Regions from separate parts of the Rattus norvegicus genome. Here region 2 is linked to region 1. Evidence: chromatin contacts called from public Hi-C data. All regions are on one chromosome and are shown on one strand. The core of a region is the stretch at or near the end of the contact, and the rest is flanking DNA. Distances in the headings are between cores, read along the strand shown. Region 1 has its middle 36 kb from the start of Glrb. Region 2 holds the start of Ctso (cathepsin O).

Region 1 (6,009 bases), core at 2,629-5,128:
GTAGTAACACAAATGATTATGTGGTTGGGGTCACAACAACATGTGAAGAACGTTATTAAAGGATCTCATCATTAGGAAGGTTGAGAAACAGTGACCTAAAAAAAAATAAAAAAAAATAAAAATCTAACAGGATTGTAAGAAAAATTCTTAACTATAGACCCTTGCCTCTAAAAACCAAGCCACTTTCCTATATCTTTATGATTTCAGATATTCGTGTCATGATAATTATTTGTTGAGTGTTTGTATTTGTTTATTTGCAAGTGGCTAGGAAATGTTCTTTATTTATCTTGTTCTCAAGTTCTCTCTACTTACTAAGTACTTCCAGAGGCCTTATGAATTACAAGTACTGCAGACAGCACATTAAATCATGGGTAATTAGCTCATTACTTAGGGGCTTATGTCAGAATTAAATGATCTTATATTTCTAGAAACTAAAACATGGCTAGGTGATATTATGTTTCTTGGATTGCAAAACTATACTATAGGGAAGAAATTAACAATTTAGGGTCTACAGTTCCTCCCAAATGTACTTATTTGGTGAAGTAGTGTGCGGTATGTAGTCACACTTAAATGTAAAGTATAGCTTTTCACCCATAAATGTTGAGAATAAAAAATGAGAAATAATTGCAGTAGGGATATTTTTAAATTATATTTTCCATGATTATATTAAAATACATGGCCAATTATGTATGTGTGTATGCACATACTTGTGTGTGTATAAGTATTTATTCTTTTAAAATTTTTATCATTGATACATAAAAAGAGAAACAATCTGTGTGGGAATCATTGTTGAATATAAGGTCCAAATTCTCAAAATCCTTTATTATTTAAATTATACAATGTTCCAAACCAATGTTAACAGCAAAATAAAAATACATTTTAAAGGAAAAAGAGGAAGAAAGAATGTAAAATTGGGTGGGTAGGGAGTTGGGCATCAGAGAAGAAATGGGGAAGGGAAAAGAATAAAATCAAAATATACTGATAAAGAACTGAATAGATAAAATTATAAAATATTGCATAAGACTTTTTTGGTTTTTGTTGTTGTTTCTGCTTTTTTGTTTTGTTTTATTTTGTTTTGTTGTGTTTTTTATGTGTATTGGCTACCCTATGTGCACTAACACACTGGAACTTCCTAATCTTTTCTATGAGCTTACACCTTATGATCAACTTTACACCTTATCTTCCTTCGCTGGATAATTACAGTACTTTGCCAATAATTTTGTACATTATATTAATAAAGTAGTAACAGATTTTTAAAGGAAAATTTGATTAGCCTCTACTTTGCACGTTGACTTTATTCATTTCTTGCAAGGAGGCTTTCTTCTCTGTATAGTGAGCATGACCCCCTGTTCTCTTTCTGTTCCTTTCTTCCCTCGCTCACCGACTTGCTCTAGAATCCAGTTATGGTAAGAGGTGTGCTTTCTCACAACTGATCATTTCAACAGCTTTTTCCCTTTAGTGCTGGGATTAGGCGGACAGCCTTCTAAATGTTAGGCAAGTGTTCTGCTGGGCTAACTCCTCAGCTCTCAGCATTGACAAGTTTTAGAGAACTTGATTTTAGTACTCTTATACCATTCTCTGTTTTTCAAATAAAGAATATTGAATTTAAATGTATAAAGTTCAGAATTGAGAAAACAAAAAAAAAGTCTAGTTTTCCCCCTAGTATGAGCAAGCAATCTTAGGGAGGAAGAATTAATATAAAATTTGCTTCCCACATTTTGGAAAAACACTGAGACAAGCCACAAAGAAATAGCAGGAATTAGCTACAGTCCAAAATGCTGCAAACAAGTGGAAGAGATTAGAATGACCAGAGAGTCAAACAGACCACAAGGCAGGACATTTCATGACTACCATAGAGATACCAGAAGCAGGAAGTGGGAAAGGCAGGAAATTCTAGCTAAATAAGTTGCTGAATCTCAATGCCAGTTCCACAAGACTCTTTGTTGAAGTGCTAATTTGGAGCTCATTGAAGGATAAAAATCAAACATACTTACAAAGCAGTAATTGGCAATGCATCTTGTGTTATTTGAATTTCATGTCAAATTGATGTATAAAGTGTAGGGATAGTGTTGTATGGGCAAAAAAGGACCTTATAATTTACAACCTATTAACTAGTTGTTTATTTTGATTATTGATTTTGGACAAATCTCTTAAAAATTGCCCAAACTCCACATCCCTCATTGTGGTGTCTTATTGAATGACTGCCAATAGAATTTAAGCTTCATGGGTTTACTTGATTCTGTTGTGATTTTTAGAGCCATCGAACATATTTTGTTTTTAAAACAGTGTAATATGCTTTAAAAATTACATACAGAAGCTTAAGAAACAGTGAGGGATATTCGGGAATGTTGGATCAATGTGTTTGCTTCCAGACATGCAAACAAAGAGGAAAGGATTTCTTTAGTAGTAGCACATGGTAGGGGGCTGTTTTTAAAGGCATTGTTGTTATTGCCCATTGTAGGAGGATGTCTCTTCAGTAGACTGTTCTTATAGCATACTGTAGGAAGAGTGTTCTCAATGGAGTTGTTCTTATAGCACACTGTAGGAAGAGTGTTCTTAATGGAGTTGTTCTTATAGCATATTGTAGGAAGAAATGTTCTTCATGGAGTTGTTCTTATAGAACTGGTAGGAAGAAGTAGAATTGCTTTTTGTCCTGCACAGAAGTATTGCATTTTTACTGAAGTGGGAGAAAACATAATTACCTTTTCCCAGAATCAAAAGAACATTGTGAGAATCAGAAAAACATTGTGACCTATTGTCTTAACAACGCTTTTCTTCATGACAGTTATGATATATTTGGAAAATACACAGTAGTTATTAAGGAAACCAGTTTTGAAACTACTGAATAATTAGTCTAGCACATACATAGGGGTTGAGTTTTGGGCACATTAGCATCTGGAAATCTTGACATTTTTCTGGAATGCTCAAATAAGAACCAAAGTGACATTAATTAAAATACTGGATTCTGAAACAAAATAAAGTGTAGTAAAGGAATAAAAATATTGGAAGTTGTGACTATGGACACCGACAAGAAAGACCTGAGGCTAACACTAAACTTCAACACTATGATTCTGGAATTTATTAAGCAAAACAATGTGTGGAACATTTGGAAACAATCTGTGTGCTACATTATGCATTCACGAGCTAGTTATTTGGATATTGTGGCATTTTTGGTCACTGAACTTTTGAAAAGATATAGACAAACCGAAATTGATCGAGGAAGGATGAGAACAATAAGAAGTTAGATCATTCAGGCCTGGAGGAAGTTTAAAGAATACTAAAATTTTACACAGAGAAAAGCCCTGAGGAGCAGTCTGGTTGCTATGATTGGGTGCATGAGCATTTTTCTAATATTAGAATCAATTAATAGTTTCCCCTTGGCAATGCTACCTAGAATAAAAGGGGGTTTAATAAAACAAACTTTTACTTGTTTTTGACTCTGCCTTTCTTTGTTCAGTGATGGACATGCTAGAAATCATCTATGTAATCCTTGGGAGGATAAGTCTCTCTAGAAAGTAGAAAGCAGGTCCCCAGATCTTTCTGGACAGAGTATCCTCCTTAGTAAATGGACTCCATAGGTATCTCTGTGTTTAGCTGGTATTAGAAACCAGATATTTGGCTAGTTATCTTTTAACATGGTAAACAGTAAACTGTAAGGAAGAGATAGCCAAGACTACCAGAGTCTTGAGAAATACAAGAAGATCTAACTAAATCTACATAGGCCTATAAACAGTGGTTCTCATCTGCTAAGACACTGGGAATATTTCTCAAACAGTACTAGCAGAGTCTGGGCCGTGGCTACCAACAGCGATGGTTCATAATGACCAGAAGCAAGACTGTGAAATCCTTGCAAGGTCAATTTCAAAATGCCATCCTTCTTGGGAGGTGCAAGGCTCAGTGGCTATGGCTGTCCAGTTGTCAACAGAGACACCATGTGGTGGGGAGAAGTAATGACAGTCAAGATATAAAACAGCTGTCCAGGTATAGGACACATAGAAAACTCGGTTTCTCTTGTAATCAGGGTATTTTGTACTAAACTAGAGATAGAATTGCATTCACAGTCCAAGGTAGAAGCGTTGCACAGAAAAGGACCACCATATTAAGATTACATTTTAAAGATAAAAGGAATGGCTTAAATTCAAGTTGAAAACATAATAATTTATAAATTACTCATAAAAAGCACTCCTAATATGTCTAGATTAAATAAAACCTTCCCATGTTCAACTCCCATGGCACTAGAAACCTCTACTTAGAATTAATCATAACTGAAAATTTGGATTTCTTGTTGTACCTCTGGAAAGTCTGTCTCCCCTTCAAAATGTGAATTCTACAAGAACGCATATTTCTCGCCTTGTTCCTTTACTGTAAACTCAGGTCAAAGGTGTTTCTAACATGCAGCGGATACAACATTTGGTATATAGACATATCCAATTATCCAGAGACTACAGGGCACTCTTACTCAATTTAACAGGAAAAATTAAATGTGGTATTCAAATCCCTTCTCACAATGAGAATCCCACCCCCAATATATAGTTACTAAATATCATATTAAAAGAATTATTATAGATAAGAGTCAGCACCAGCCAGACATAATTCTGTCAGGAAACAGAAAAAGAAGTGTCTTAGGTTTCTCTAGAGGAACAAACATGACAGAATGAATGTGTGCACGGTGTGTGTGTGTGTGTGTGTGTGTGTGTGTGTGTGTGTGTGTGTGTGAAGGGAATTTATTAGAGTGACTTACAGGCCGTGGTCTAGCTAGTCCAACTATGGCTGTCTACCAACGGAAGTTCCAAGAATCCAGTAATTGCTTAGGCTGAGAGGCTGGATGTGTCCACTGGTCTTCAGTATTTCCGGGATCCTGGAAAGTAGGCTCTGATTCCAGTGAAGGCATGAAACTTGCCAGCAAGGATGAAAAAAAAAAAAAAAGGCAGACGGAGTCAGCTTCCTTATTCTTTCCCTTTATAGAGGTTACCAACGAAAGATGTAGCCCAGGTTAAAGGTGGACCGTCCCACTTCAAATGATCTGGATTAAAGGCATATCTTCCCACTTCAAAAGATCCCGATTCAAAGTGGGTCTCCCCACTTTAAATGATTTAATTAAGAAAAAATTCCTCACAGGTATACCCAGCTGCTTGGGTTTTAGTTAATTCCAGATGTAGTCAAGTTCACAACCAAGAATAGCCACAGAAGCAGGCATGGTTCCTATTTTTATTAGGTTAATATTCAAATCTTGATTCCAAATCCTAGTAAGGAAATTACAAAGGAAGTTACAGACTACTCTTGGGCATAAATGCAATTCACAATTATATAAATTCCAATACCAGATGAGGTCTTTCCATATGCAAAGTTAGTTGAACATTTGCAAAAATGACATCACTGCAATTTATTAAATGAAGGAGGGCAAGGGAGCCAAGGAAAATGGCAGGGTTCCCTTGATAAGACTTAGAAAAAGTATTTGAGCAAATGCAGTATTTATACATGATAAAAAATCTCAAATATTAGGAATAAAGAAAAACATATTAACCTATAAGTGAATAGATTTACATAAAAATATAAAAAGATTTATAAAAATTTTTAAAAAAAATAGAAAAATTAAGAAGTTATAAAAATGGAAATCCCCCTTTAAAATCAGTAACAAGAAATTAATTGAAATTTAAAAATTCACTTTCAGTATACCATTCAATATTTTGCTTAGAACTACTGACACTGTAATTAGTAAAATAAGGTAAGAAAAATGACACAGTAATCAGAAGCAATGGAGGTACACAAAGTCATTATTCATAAATAATCATATGGCCAGAAAACATGAAAAAGTTGCTGTTACAATCAATTGATGAATTTTTCAAGTGTGTTGGATAAATGTTCAATATGCAGAAATAATTTGCACTATAGTAACAAGACAACAAACATAAAATGAAAAGTAATAAATGACAATATTACATCATAATCAATAAATATCAAATATCTATAAGCAAACATGCCAAAACCTGCATACTAATTATAAGCATG
Region 2 (6,009 bases), core at 1,027-3,526, 990 kb before region 1:
GGAGACCAAGAGCAGAAAGCAAAGTCTACCTCGTGGGAGTGCGAGTGCCCTTCCTTTCCTTTTCCTTCAGGTAGCATGTAAGGCATCCCATAATAAGCTATGGAGGAGCGTTGACTCATTGAGTAATAATGAAATGGTAGCTGTTAGGGCTGCTGTTTGTTTTCATTTAAGGAATATTCGGTGGAATTTAGAGTACTTCCTTACTCAATTTTACTTTATAGCATAATTTAAAATGTTTCGCTTCATTGTGAAACAAAATAACTTTGTAGATTCTGTACACAATGTGCCTTGTAAGAAAACAGAATCTCCAATCAAGGGATTCAACAGTGGAAACAATTTTGTTAAAATGAAGCTTTTCAGACTTACAAGCCAGTTTCCCTTATCATATATTTTAATTCATACAGGGGGACTCACAATTTGTAGCTATTGTTTAAGGACTAAATTCTCAGAAAACTGGTCATCTAACTTAGCAGGCAAATTCCTGCTACCAGGAACTGCTTGGAACACGGTTTTGGTGTTTTTAACCTGAAGTTTTAAAAATGTAGTAAGATTTTTTTATGTGTTTTCTTCAACTTCCAACCTTTAACTTCCTAGATGGATCCTTGGTTGCATTTCTCTTCAAAAGAGTGGCATTTTCTAGACATTTGTCTGGGGGCTTCAATTTCCTCATGAGTAAAATATGAGTAGGCATGTAAATTACAATTCACACACATTCTATTTTGTAATTTATCAGTGACTGTGACTGTAATCTTGACTGTACATTTACTGGGTTTGGGAATATCCATGGAAATAAACCTTTGAGCCGAGTCTGAGGATGCTTCTAGATGAGTGTAACTAGGGTAGGAAGCCCATCGTAAACTAAAAAGGCACTGTGTCAGGTGATAGGGTTCTGGACTGAATAAAGATAGGAAAATGAGCTGGGAAGACAGTATCCGTGTCTTTCCCTTCCTGGATGTTGATTTAGTGTGGACAGGTGCTCCACACACATGCTACCATGACACCCCCATCATGATAGACTCTCCCCTGAAGTGTGAGCCAAGGCAGACCCTTCTTTAAGTTGCTTTTGTTGGCAACCTCGCTTTATTTCAGCCAGGAGGAAAGAAATTATACACTTACATCGTTGACCTTCAACATTCAAGATTTAAAAAAAACTATTTAGCCAATAAACACATTGTCAACACCCATGATACTGACTACTTCACCCCAGTGGGTCTAGTCCATCAGGAGATGAAGTCAAGAACAGGTCTCGGTAACACATAGGTCAAGGACTCTGGCGAGAAATAGTGCTTCTGATAACAAGAAATGAGCTTAAAAGTAACAAAGGGAGCAAAAAGGGCACACATTTTGATCTGAGTACAACACAAGGGTAGCTGAAACCAACTTAGGCCAAAGAGGACAGCGGAAGGAAGCTGAGCTATGAAGCCCCATAGAAATCTCAGAAAACAACAGGAGACCCTAATTAAATGGCCCATGAGCAGCATCCTTGAATTCAGACTCTGAGTCAGAGCAGATGAGTTTCCTTCTCTAATAAAATGGTGATGGCATCTTTTCAGATTTAAAAACCTGTCAGATAGCATCACCTATAGCAACTGAGGCCAAGTGTGAATCCGCATTCCGGCCAGTTTCCCTGGTTACTGGGGAAAATGTATCCGCGGTTAGCCACTCGGTCCATTTCAGAAAGAAATTGGATTACTATGAAAAATTTTTAAAAGCAATAAAGCCAGAGAGAACTTCATAGTAAAGTGGTAGACAGTGGATGGATAAAGGACAGAGAATCATTTATCCATCTTCGAAGTCTCTCAGAATTAAGAAGCTGCTCCTGGCATTTGAACTTCCAGTCACAGGAGGGAGCTAGTGCCCTCTGCCGGCGGCTTTCTATGAGACAGGTTTGGTGTGGGGAAAGCTTTGGAGTTGAGAGGGCACTTGTTCCCCTTAGCTTTGCCCTGGACATCTTTTAGTGTTTTGGGGCACAGCATACTAATCCTTGCCTTGAGAAATCAAGGCTTTTAGGGAGCTGCTCTACTGGGGAAATGCGCGCTTGGAGTTTGGGTCCCTCCCTAGGAGCCCCGGGGCAGTGGACAAGTAAAGGGAGCGAACTTGGTACCCGCAAGGCAGCCGCCTCCCGCTGGGGGCTCCAAGGCCAGGTCCGGGCGACCCCGCGGCCGAGACAGCAGCAACACAGCAGCAAAAGGCTGGCCGCGTGAGGCTTCATCCCGGCGCCCGAGGTCCTCTGCGCCCAGCCCGCTTTCTCTTTCGGTTTCTCGGCTCCGCCCACTGCCTGAGTCGGGCGCACGCCCTGAAGTAGAAAGCTGCCGGGGTCCCTGCTGTTTTGTTTGTTTGGTGCTTCTTGGGCTCATCACTGACCTTTAGTGCTGTTATTAAGCATTAAGGGTTTCCCTTTTATCTAATAAGAAAGTGAGCAAGGCGTGATTTATACAGCAGCCCGAAGAGACTAAACTTGTGTTTCCTGCCATCTGAGATTAAGCACATTATTTTTCTTCCTGTCGTTTCAAATTGAATATGTGTTCGTTGAATGTGTATACATTGAATTCAGCAGGTTGTATGTGGACGTATAATGTGTCTGAATTTACACGCGTCCTTCTATGGGTCTTTAGAAATAAGTGACAAAACTGTTACTGCACAAAACCACACAATTTCTTGTGGCCATTTCTCCACTTGTAGACAGCTGCACCCGCTTCCAAAGTTTGTGATGAAATTTGGCTAATAAATTCTAAACACTTCATTATATGCTGAACACGTTTTGTGTATTTCTTTGTTTAATTGTTAAGGTTGCTTTAATTTTTCTTACTGTTTTATTATGTTGTTTTCTTCTTGCTTAGTATATTTCATAATTTTTCTTCTTGCTTAGTTTATTTCATAATCCATCCTGTTCACTTCCTACCCCCTGCTTTAATTCTCTGATGTCAGTTTTAAAAATCTTGCTTCCAGAGTGCAAAAGGAACAAGAGGAACGGAACATGTTCAAACCAGTCAACATGTCTGCACACACACATCTCAGCCTAAGAGGTTTCCGGTACAGTGTTGGAGAGCTTTCCTTTAAGGAATCTGGGTGACTGAAGATCTGTGATCAAATATCACAAGTCGCTGGTGACCCTTGGGAGAAGACAGCTAGCCACTTCTCAGAAGGTTTATGCACACGAAATGCAAATTATTGTTTTGGAGTGAGTCTTTTCACTGTGTTTTTCTTTTATCCCTTCTCTGTTTTCCAAAAGCAGAGCCTATGTAGACAAATTGTAATCAGGTTCCCAGAAATGGGGTGTTCTGTATCGTGTCTGTCTTAGCTTCTGTCCTGGCATGTATCTGAATAATCCTAGTGTCCATTTTCTCATTCCCTCATCCCCAGGCTACCCCAACTGCCCTACTTAAAACCCAAACCCCTCCCCCTCTCCACCTTACTCTTCAGGTACTGCCCCATTGTCTCTAACATATGTAGCCATTTGATCTACAGCACTTTTCTGTAATGCCAGCTTCATGAGGGCGACAATTTCATTTCTTTAGTCTCTGATGCACCAACAACATATAGTGGGTATTCAATCAGTAGAGGTTTGTTGATATTAACTTATTAAATTTAGTCCAAATAAACTTTCTTTCGATCACAGCAATTATTCTGAGTTTGGTCCTTTAAGTATAAATGTTTCTCACTCAAAGGATTGTCAAAAGAAGAAAATTATCATCAGAAAATAACTTCAGTTTAATGACAGCAGGAGAGAATGCATAGAGATGGGCAAGCTACAAAGGAGGGTCCCTTGCACAAGAATTGCTGAGATTAGCATACGCAGGAGTCTGTGGACTCCTTTCTATCTCAGTTGCATCTGCATCACTAAACTTTCCAAGAGAAACATCTTATCACAGAGGGTCTAAAGGACCTCCCTGGAGCTTCTCTTCATGCCCAGGTCAGACTTTTTATCACCAGGTCTGCACCAGAGAACAGTTACTCCCTGTACCTAAAAAGCTATAAATCAGATGTTGGTTCTGCAGATGTAGAGGGCTATGACATGCCCAGTGAAGGCATCTGGAAACCTTATTTAGAGTAGATTATAATGGGTCCTGGAGAACGAGTTTCCTGCAGCCTGACAGTGATAAAGTGGGTGATAGAAGCCACTATCACTTGAGGTAAAATTCATAATACTTCATGAGCAAAGAGGCCTCTATTTTCACTTTACAGTGATGACTTCTGTAACCATGTCTGTGGCTCTGAGAAGACAGCATTCTTCTTAGGCAACTGCTCATCCAACAGAGATAAACAGAGATGAAATGTGCAGAAACGCAGACGGAATTTTCTCTGAGATTTATAACCCAGCCATATCCACCAGCTTCCCATTACTATAACAAAATGGCTGACACCACCAATAGATAAAGAAAAATGACTTAATATAGGCTTTTGCTTCTTAAGGTTTCAGTCTAAGATCGGGCAGACGGTTTCATTCTTTTGGCTATTTGTCACAGATGAAAGATGGGACAGATGTGGCAATGACCGAATGCATGAGCATGAGGGTAGAGAGCCACTTCAAGGGCATGAGCTAAAGAACTTCCACAGGGGCGTTCATTGTTATCCAGTAGCAATGCCCAGTGACCAAGCATTTAACAAGGGGGCCCTCAAGGCAACTCTGCATCCAGATGACGGGATTAACTCTGGGTTCCCCTTGTATAGAGGGGTCAGAAAAGAGACATCGAAGACCACTTCTTGCAACTCCCAGCTTGGTGTGTGTGACCATTAGTGCAGCATCACATTCAAAAGCCTGAGGGGAGAAATGCATCCAGTGTGTTCCACAGACCCAAGGGAAGTAAATGCAGACATGTGGAGTTTAAAAATAATAAGGATGGGTGACTGTAAGAAAACCACAAACAGAGATCATGTAGCTCTTCATAGACCAAGTAAGAATGAAATTAGAGTTATATCTATGTAGTAAATATACGATTATTTTAGGGGCCTTGAGCAGGCTATTATCTGGGAGAAGCAGGGGTCAATATTATTTTTAGAATGAGTGTATATAGAGGAGAGTGGCAGGAACTACTAATATTTGATGGCTTGTGTGGATGGGGACGGGTTGTAAGTTTTATTTAAGGATACAGGCACTGGTAGGTGACCCATGAGTTTATGGCATACACAAGTTGACCTCTTTGGACTTTAAAATTTAAAATCAACCAAAAAAGAGGGGAGAATGAAGTTGGGATGGGGTGAGAGTGGGCCTTCAAGCAGTGGGAGGCAAATATAATAAAAATACATTACATATATGACATTATCAAAGGAATACTATAAATACTAAATATATAAAATACAGAGAATGGCATTACATAGGAGGAGGTAATTTCATCAAATGTATAAAATAATGTTTGGAAGCTACTTCAGCCTTAATTTAGTTATCTATACTATGTATAATCTCCAAACATGGGAACTTACAATACCATAGCCTGTGTACTCATTTGTGCCAGACACAGGCAGGGTTGTGATAGCTCAGGGCCACTGCTAAGGTCTTAGACAGTATGAGTGAGTGGGAAGCTCATAGGACTTCCTTCCGGTCTGTGAGCAAGCCTCCTCAGCTGTGCTGACAGCTGACTTTCTCCAGAGTGGGTGAATGAGTGCAGATACAGAGGACAGGCAAGGGAAGGAGATGGACCACAGCAGAGATGTTAAAACCATCCTGGGCACAGCGGCTCCTCTGTCTATCACAAAGAGGAAGCCTAGCACAGCACCACAGCTGGGCGACCACAGTCTTATATGAAGTATTAAGTGTGCCACCATCTGCTGCCATCTTGCAGGTCAATTATGCTGCCTCTATTTTATGTCCTCCATGAGTGATACTCTAGGCCAGAATGTGTGTGTGTGTGTGTGTGTGTGTGTGTGTGTGTGTGTGTTTATGTAATGGCTTTAGTCATTATATAGTCATAATAGTCATCTCCTTAATGCTTCCTCAACCTTTATGATATTCAAATCCTTACTGTGTTTTTACTTTCTTTGGAGTCTTCTACGTTTTCTTCAGTTATTAAT

What was found. Hi-C and Micro-C count contacts between places; a contact is called where the count stands out from the background.
Region 2: a contact with region 1 is called in a Hi-C map of liver, with 6 times the contacts expected there. The contact joins the promoter of Ctso here to the enhancer-like site in region 1. A contact is called at or near these places in 11 of 12 Hi-C or Micro-C datasets (the A7r5 cell line, the Rat2 cell line, Schwann cells and 7 more) and 1 of 1 datasets of contacts at active chromatin or transcription factors (oligodendrocytes).

What each region holds. Positions count from the first base shown.
Region 1 is chr2:168,538,635-168,544,643 of GRCr8, reverse strand. No RefSeq gene overlaps it. Among named protein-coding and RNA genes, the nearest start is that of Glrb, 36 kb to the right of the region's middle. Within about 2 kb of position 3,878, at least 5 of the 93 cell types and tissues checked have an H3K27ac peak or open chromatin away from gene starts, as enhancers often do.
Region 2 is chr2:169,524,735-169,530,743 of GRCr8, reverse strand. It overlaps Ctso (cathepsin O), which reads right to left and starts at 2,276. Exons shown (of 8, transcript NM_001427175.1): 1 at 2,105-2,276. The coding sequence starts at 2,212.